2 separate regions of the Sus scrofa genome follow, and region 1 is linked to region 2. The links are chromatin contacts, called in public HiChIP or PLAC-seq maps. All regions are on one chromosome and are shown on one strand. The core of a region is the stretch at or near the end of the contact, and the rest is flanking DNA. Distances in the headings are between cores, read along the strand shown.

The links. HiChIP or PLAC-seq counts read pairs in DNA pulled down with a chosen protein or histone mark.
Region 1: an H3K27ac HiChIP or PLAC-seq map of alveolar macrophages shows a contact between it and region 2. The contact joins two enhancer-like sites. A contact is called at or near these places in 11 of 47 Hi-C or Micro-C datasets (alveolar macrophages, embryonic fibroblasts, fetal heart ventricle and 7 more) and 2 of 2 datasets of contacts at active chromatin or transcription factors (alveolar macrophages and skeletal muscle).

The regions. Positions count from the first base shown.
Region 1 is chr17:20,492,249-20,495,810 of Sscrofa11.1, forward strand. All of the region lies in intron 1 of LOC110257380 (a long non-coding RNA gene), which reads right to left. Among named protein-coding and RNA genes, the nearest start is that of TRNAC-ACA, 330 kb to the left of the region's middle. Within about 2 kb of position 2,068, at least 8 of the 83 cell types and tissues checked have an H3K27ac peak or open chromatin away from gene starts, as enhancers often do. A contact at or near this core is called in alveolar macrophages, embryonic fibroblasts and retroperitoneal adipose tissue, where this site is marked.
Region 2 is chr17:19,403,196-19,406,310 of Sscrofa11.1, forward strand. The region is part of intron 2 of SLX4IP (protein SLX4IP); the gene reads left to right. Among named protein-coding and RNA genes, the nearest start is that of SLX4IP, 41 kb to the left of the region's middle. Within about 2 kb of position 1,741, at least 24 of the 83 cell types and tissues checked have an H3K27ac peak or open chromatin away from gene starts, as enhancers often do. A contact at or near this core is called in alveolar macrophages, embryonic fibroblasts and retroperitoneal adipose tissue, where this site is marked.

The DNA of each region.
Region 1 (3,562 bases), core at 818-3,317, 1.1 Mb after region 2:
AGGAATAATCCTTTGAGCCATGGAACATAGCAATGATAATAATATTAATAAACAGCACTTTGTAAGGCTTTCACAACCCACCAGCATTATACCATTTATGATACTGCAATGTCACCAAGTATCTGACGGTAACACAGATTACACATGGCAGGAAGCAAACACAGCTCTTCTTCAATAGGTCCAGACCTCCCCACCTCCTCTTTATCAATTCACTTTTTAAAGTAATATCTTCCCTACGGACTCTTTTGCCTTTAACAATAGGATTGTTTTCATGTTATTATCAGTCATTTTGACTTATCTGCAGCATTCAAAACACTCTTATTTCAGCAGCAGCGACTCTGATCTCTTAGTTGTTTGATAAAAGTGAAATAAATTATTCAGACAACACAGTGTTTAGTGAAGAGGAAAATCCCTTCCAGGGGATTTAGTCAACTTCCACAAGAAGCTTCATGGAAGAAGAATTGGAGTTTGTCCCTGATGCTGCACAAGGATGTTTAAAGGGAGAGGTGACTTTCACACTCTTTGCTTCATGGTGCACTTTCACCAAAGAGCCGCAGCACTTCCACAGAGGTTTAGGAAACTACCAGAGCAGGTGTTCACCGCCCCTTTAGGTTTTCGGACACTCATTCATTCGTTCATTAATGCCCTCATGGGTGCATTCCATTAAAAGCTGGGGAGAAAGGATTTTCTACTCGAGAGATTCCAACTCTTTGATGCGACCTTTGCATTTTTTATTATATTGCATGAGAGGGGTTTAGATAAATCAGATTTTTTTTTTTTTTGTCTTTTTAGGGCTGCACCACAGCATATGGAAGTTCCTAGGCTATGGGTGGAATCTGAGCTGTAGCTGCCAGTCTATGCCATAGACACAGCAGATCCTTAAACCACTGAGGCCAGGGATCGAACCCGAGTCCTCATGGATACTAGTTGGGTTTGTTACCACTGTACCACTATGAGAACTCCTTTTTCTTTCTTTCTTTCTTTCTTTTTTTTTTATAACTGATGCAGTTCTTGGCTGATCGTGGACTTGGGCTGTAAGGACTGGTCATCACAAAGTTTGAGATTTTGCCCTAGGTCACATTTCCTATTTTGTAACTTCCTTCCAATTAAAAAAATGAGCAAAGGACCTGAATAGACATTTTTCTAAAGGAGACATACAAATAGCCAAAGGTCGATGAAAAGGTGTTCAAAATCATTAATAATCAGGGAAATGCAAACCAAAACCACAAAGAGCTAACACAACTGTTGGTACAGCTGTTATCAAAACAAAAGACAACAGGTGTTGGCAGGGACGTGGCGAACAGGGAACCCTTGTGGCACTGTTGGAAGGAGTGTAAATTGGCACAGCCACCATACAAAACAGTATGGAGGGTCCTCAAATTAAAAATAGAGTACTGGCCATTAATGGCTCACAGTTGTCCTTTCTTCCCCAGCAGCAGCCACAGACTGACTGGCAAGGAGGTACAAAGTACAAGCCCTTGTGCTTCAGGTGGGAGCATCTGGGCCAAGGCTTCCTCTGGGAACAGCTGAAGGTAGGCTCTGGCTATGACCACATTCTGCTCAGTTCCCTCCCTGCCCCCTCTACTGCCCTCTGCCTCTCCTGACAGCACTGCCCCAAGAATCATACATACATAGCCTTTCAAAGTGGGGACATAAAATCCGAGTTGAATACCTACATACTCTATCACACTAGCCATGTATCTGCAAGGATTAATCCTTAAGAATGTGAGAAATCCCCTTCCTGGAGCATTAGTCATCACCCTCAGAACGACTTAGCACAGTCATTATAAATCTGATAAGTGCAAGCTAAACTGCGGATACATTTTTGAAAAGTTCATACTTGAGTGAGAGTAAGTCACACATATGTCAATGCATTTTTACACAAACATCCCTATCTAATTAGTTTTGTTTTTAGAAGTTCAGATTGTCCCTCCACATTCCCCTCCCATCTCCAGCCAGAAGAAAGGTCATGATCCATGCACACATTTTCTAGGACACTTAAGCTGACTGTTATACCTCCAGAGGAGTTTGGTAGTTCTGGAGAAATCTAAGAGCTTACGTCACTGCAGGAAGCTGAGGAAGGAAATGGCACAATTCAAGACCTTCCAGTCGCCCCCAGTCACTAAAGCACGGAGTTCATTTGGGGAAATGATGAGAGAGATTAGGTTACGAAATGAAGGCAGGGTCCAGATTACGACAGGCCTTGAATCATATAAAAATAGTTGGGCCTTTATTTTTTTTTTTAAAAGGACAATGGGTTTACTGGTTTTGTGGGGCTGCTTTACAAATTACCAAAAACTGTGTGCCTTAAGATGATAATTTATTATCTTATCCCATGTTCTGGTAGCTATTAGTAAACCTTGGCCATGGTCCCATCTCTTTCTGCTCTGTCTTCATATCATCCTCCTTTATTAGTCTCTCTCTCTCTAATAATACATGTGACAGCATCTGGGGTCCCCCTAAATAATCTGAAATATCCTCATGATCCTTAATTTAACTGTATCTGCAAGGATCCTTTTTTTCCCAAATAAGGTAATGTGCACAGGTTGTGGAGATGAGGATGTGGACATACCTGTGGGAGCCATTATCAGCCTTCTACAATGGCATGTGTGAACGCCTTTAAATCAGAGAACCAGCAAATTTGTTAGGGAAGATAAACTTAGAAATGTGCATTTAAAGGCATTATCCATATGGGTTAGATAGAGTTAATACTAGAGGTGGGAAACCTTACAGATGGCTTGGTCAATAGTACAGATGGTGGACTTCCTGTCATGGCTCAGGAGAAACGAATCTGACTAGAATCTATGAGGATACAGGTTCGTTCCCTGCCCTTACTCAGTGAGTTAAAGATCTGGCATTGCTGTGAGCTGTGGTGTAGGCTGCAGATGAGGCTCAGATCCTGTATTGTTATGGCTGTGGCTACAGCTCCAATTCGACTCCTAGCCTGGGAACCTCCATATGCCGCAGGTGAGGCCCCAAAAAGACCAAAAAAAAAAAAAAAGTAGTTCAGATAGTCAATGGTGAGGAATTGTATAAAGGTATTGGTGGTGGGAAGGAGATAACTGACAGAATTTAAGGACAGGTTAGATGTATGGATGAGAGAGACCTAGGAGCTAGGAATGATTGTAAGAGGTCTGAGCTGGGCTACTACATGGCCGGTCTTCCTTTCATTGAAGTAGGTCATGGACTGTGGGTTTAGCTTTGGCAGAAGTGCCAGAGGAGGAAGACAGTGGAAGAGGTACGCATTTCAGGAAGGTTGTTGACAGATCTCTCCAGAAGATGGCTCTCATACCTTATTTCTTGCTTCCTATTTCCACCTTGGTTGGAAAAATAATTGCAAGTTTACAATGACCCAACACATGGAGCTCTTGTCATGGCTCAGCAAAAACAAATCTGACTAGTATCCATGAGGAAGATGCAGGTGCAACCCTGGCCTCGCTCAGTGGGCTAAGGATCCGGCATTGCCATGAGCTGTGTGGTGTAGGTGGCAGACATTGCTCAGATCATGCATTGCTGCGGCTGTGCCGTAAGCCAGCCGCTATGGCTCCAATTTGACCCCTAG
Region 2 (3,115 bases), core at 491-2,990:
TTATTATCCTTGTTGTTTATATTTCTGCACGACTCTGTGGATGACCTTTATGGCTTTCTTGTCCTGGCATTCCAGTGTGTCTATACAAGTGCCAGGATGATGCTTTTCTTAACATCATTTTCTTTTTGCTTTCTTTTGTCTTTTTAGGGCTGCACTCGAGGCATATGGGGGTTCCCAGGCTAGGGGTCACATTGGAGTTTCAGCTGCCAGCCTTCGTCACAGCCACAGCAACAGCAACATGGAATCTGAGCCACATCTTTGACCTACACCATAGCTCACGGCAGCGCCGGATCCTTCACCCACAGAGCGAGGCCAGGGATCAAACCTGCATCTTCATAGATACTAGTCAGATTGGTTTCTGCTGAACCACGACAGGAACTCCTTAACATCATTTTGATCATGTCACTTCCTTCTTATCTGATCAGAATTTTTGTTTCTTCAGATCTACTCTAAACTCTCCAGCCAAATTTAAGGCACCCCGAAAACTGTTCTCCACATCCCCTTTAAGTGTGACCCATGTTTTCATCTTGAAACTTAGGACCCTGGCCCACCTACTGCTATGAAACTGATGCATTTGCTTTTCCCACAGTGAGATGGCCTGGGGTCTTTCTCTCTTCCTATTTGTTCTCTCTCACCTTTTCTTCCCTTCAGCTTTCCCCAGGCTTGACCAAAGGTCACTTTTCTTTTCACACAGAAGCTAAACTTTTCCTGCATTGCTGACCCTCTCATTGTTCCTTTGACTGCGATATGCAGCTTCTGTTGCCATGTATTATGTGTATTCTCCATTGTTCATGTCTATAGCCATCCATGCTTTTATACCATCACTCTTCCCAGTCACATTTCCAAGAAGCAGGACCTGTGCTCTGCTTCTTTTGTATTTGCCTGGAGTAACCTGGAGCATCTCCAAGGCACCTAGGATCCTTCACTTGCCCTATTACAAAGATGAGAGGTTTCTTTCCTCGTGGCTCGTGGGCAGCAGGGAAATCATTCAAACTTAGAGTTATTTCTTACGGGCCTTTTTTCAGTCCCAGAAAGGGATATTGTAATCTTCAACTTGTGGTATGTTTCTTAAAAACGTTTGATCTCAACTTGTTGCCCCTGTTAGGAGATCACAGGGGAAAATATTTTAAGTAATTCTTTTGAAAATAGCCTTTTCAATAGCCAAAATGGCAATGTATAGACTTTGCTTCTATATGGCCTTCAGGAAAGTAAATTATTTTGGTATAATGATGATATAATTCTTTGGACATCATTATATCTTTTTTTTTTTTTTTTTGTCTTTTTAGGGCCACACCCAAGGTGTATGGAAGTTCCCAGGCTAGGGGTCCACCTGAAGCTGCAGCCACCAGTGTACACCACAGCCACAGCAATACCAGATCTGAGCCTCATCTGCGATCTCCACCACAGCTCATGGCGATGTGGGACCCTTAACCCACTGAGTGAGGCCAGGAATCAAACCCTCATTCTCATGGATACTAGTGGGGTTCATTACCACTGAGCCGCAACAGTAACTCCTGCTATATCTTATTTTAATTAGTGTCAGACCATGAGACTTTAATTTTTTTTCAACATCCATACAAAGCATATATGTATGTTATTAACTTATGCTAGCGTAAAAATAATTCTGAGTTGGAAAGTAGATTCAGGATCTCTGGGACACAAGAACTCACTAAGTTCCCTGGATTCTTGGTGAGGGCTGTAGAGGGCATCCTTGTTCTGCGTTTTGTAAAGTAACTGGGCAGACATCATGATCCAAGAAGTGCAGCAGCTAAGGTCTTCTAAAATCGCTGGCTCCTTCCTGAGTTAGCGTGACATCCTGCATGCCCGCGTTTGTTTGCCCCGCCTTTGTTTGCCTGGGAGTAGATGGCCTCACACTTCGCCTGTTAGGCCTGTGGATGTTTTTCATCTCTTCTCACAGTTCTCCTCACCAAGAAACACCACAGCAGTAGAAAACAGAACCACCCAGACAATCCACAGTGGCCTTGGAGAAAGCGTTCGGTGACACAAGACTGCCTTTGGTGTGCTCTTTCCCCCACCCCCCCGCCCCCGCCCCCGCCAACAACATGCATCCCTGAGGCAGCAGTGAGGGCTGAGAGGGAGGATCCCTGTGGCCCTTGGAAGGCTTTGGGACCCCAGCTCAGCCCTGGTCTTGGCAGTAAAGACTGGAGGATTTCCAGTGGGGCAGAGTCCTTGAAGTCACTGTGTCATTCCGTTTAACTGCTCTTCCTGCTCGCCTTTTCTTGTTGTTAATGTTGCTGTGAGTTTTGGGGATGCAGGACAGAGGAAGTGGGAGATGGGGTGGGACTGACAGAGTGTCCTTGTGTCTCAGAACTCTGGAGTGGGGGGCATGGAAATGACATTTCCCGGAAGAGTCATTGCATATGTACAACCATCCAGCCGTTAGTGACATGATGTAAAGATGCACAGTGTGCACTTAGTCTTATCCTTTTCCATGCTTCTCTGAGAAGAGCCTCTTGGAGTACCCGTGATTACGTAATATAGGAAACCAGGCCATTGCACGTGTCACTTTGTGTCACATGTGAGTAGCATGTGACAATATCATTCTGATTTTAGGACCATTACAGACATCAAGTAATGAATAAGACTTTTTTTTGCAGGGGGGTTTTTTGGCTGCACCCCCAGCATATGGAAATTCCCAGGCCAGGGATTGAATCCGAGCTGCCTCTGCAGCCTATGCCACAGCTGCGACTATGCTGAATCCTTAACCCACTGTTCGACAGTGGGAACTCCACAAATGAGTTTTTTAGTGACCCTGCCCAGCAGTTTTGTTATCAAGGTAATGCTGGCTTTGTAGGAGTTTGGAAGTGTTCCCTCTATATTTTGCAAGGGTGATCTGAGGTGAGAAAGAATGTCATGCTGTTTGTTTCACAGAGACGTAGTGTCATATTGATGCTGGCAAGGCGTGTGACAGGTCTAGTGCCCCAGTTCTCATGACCTGAAAAAATTCACCATATATTCTGGATCATACTGAGATCATCATGTCTCATCCTAAGTTTCTGTGGTTCTGTATGTTCTATTCCTGTTACTCTAGGTTCTTTCATCATAGATCCTCAGGTTTTTGAGGAAAGGGTTCTAGAAGGTCAAATGAGCATCA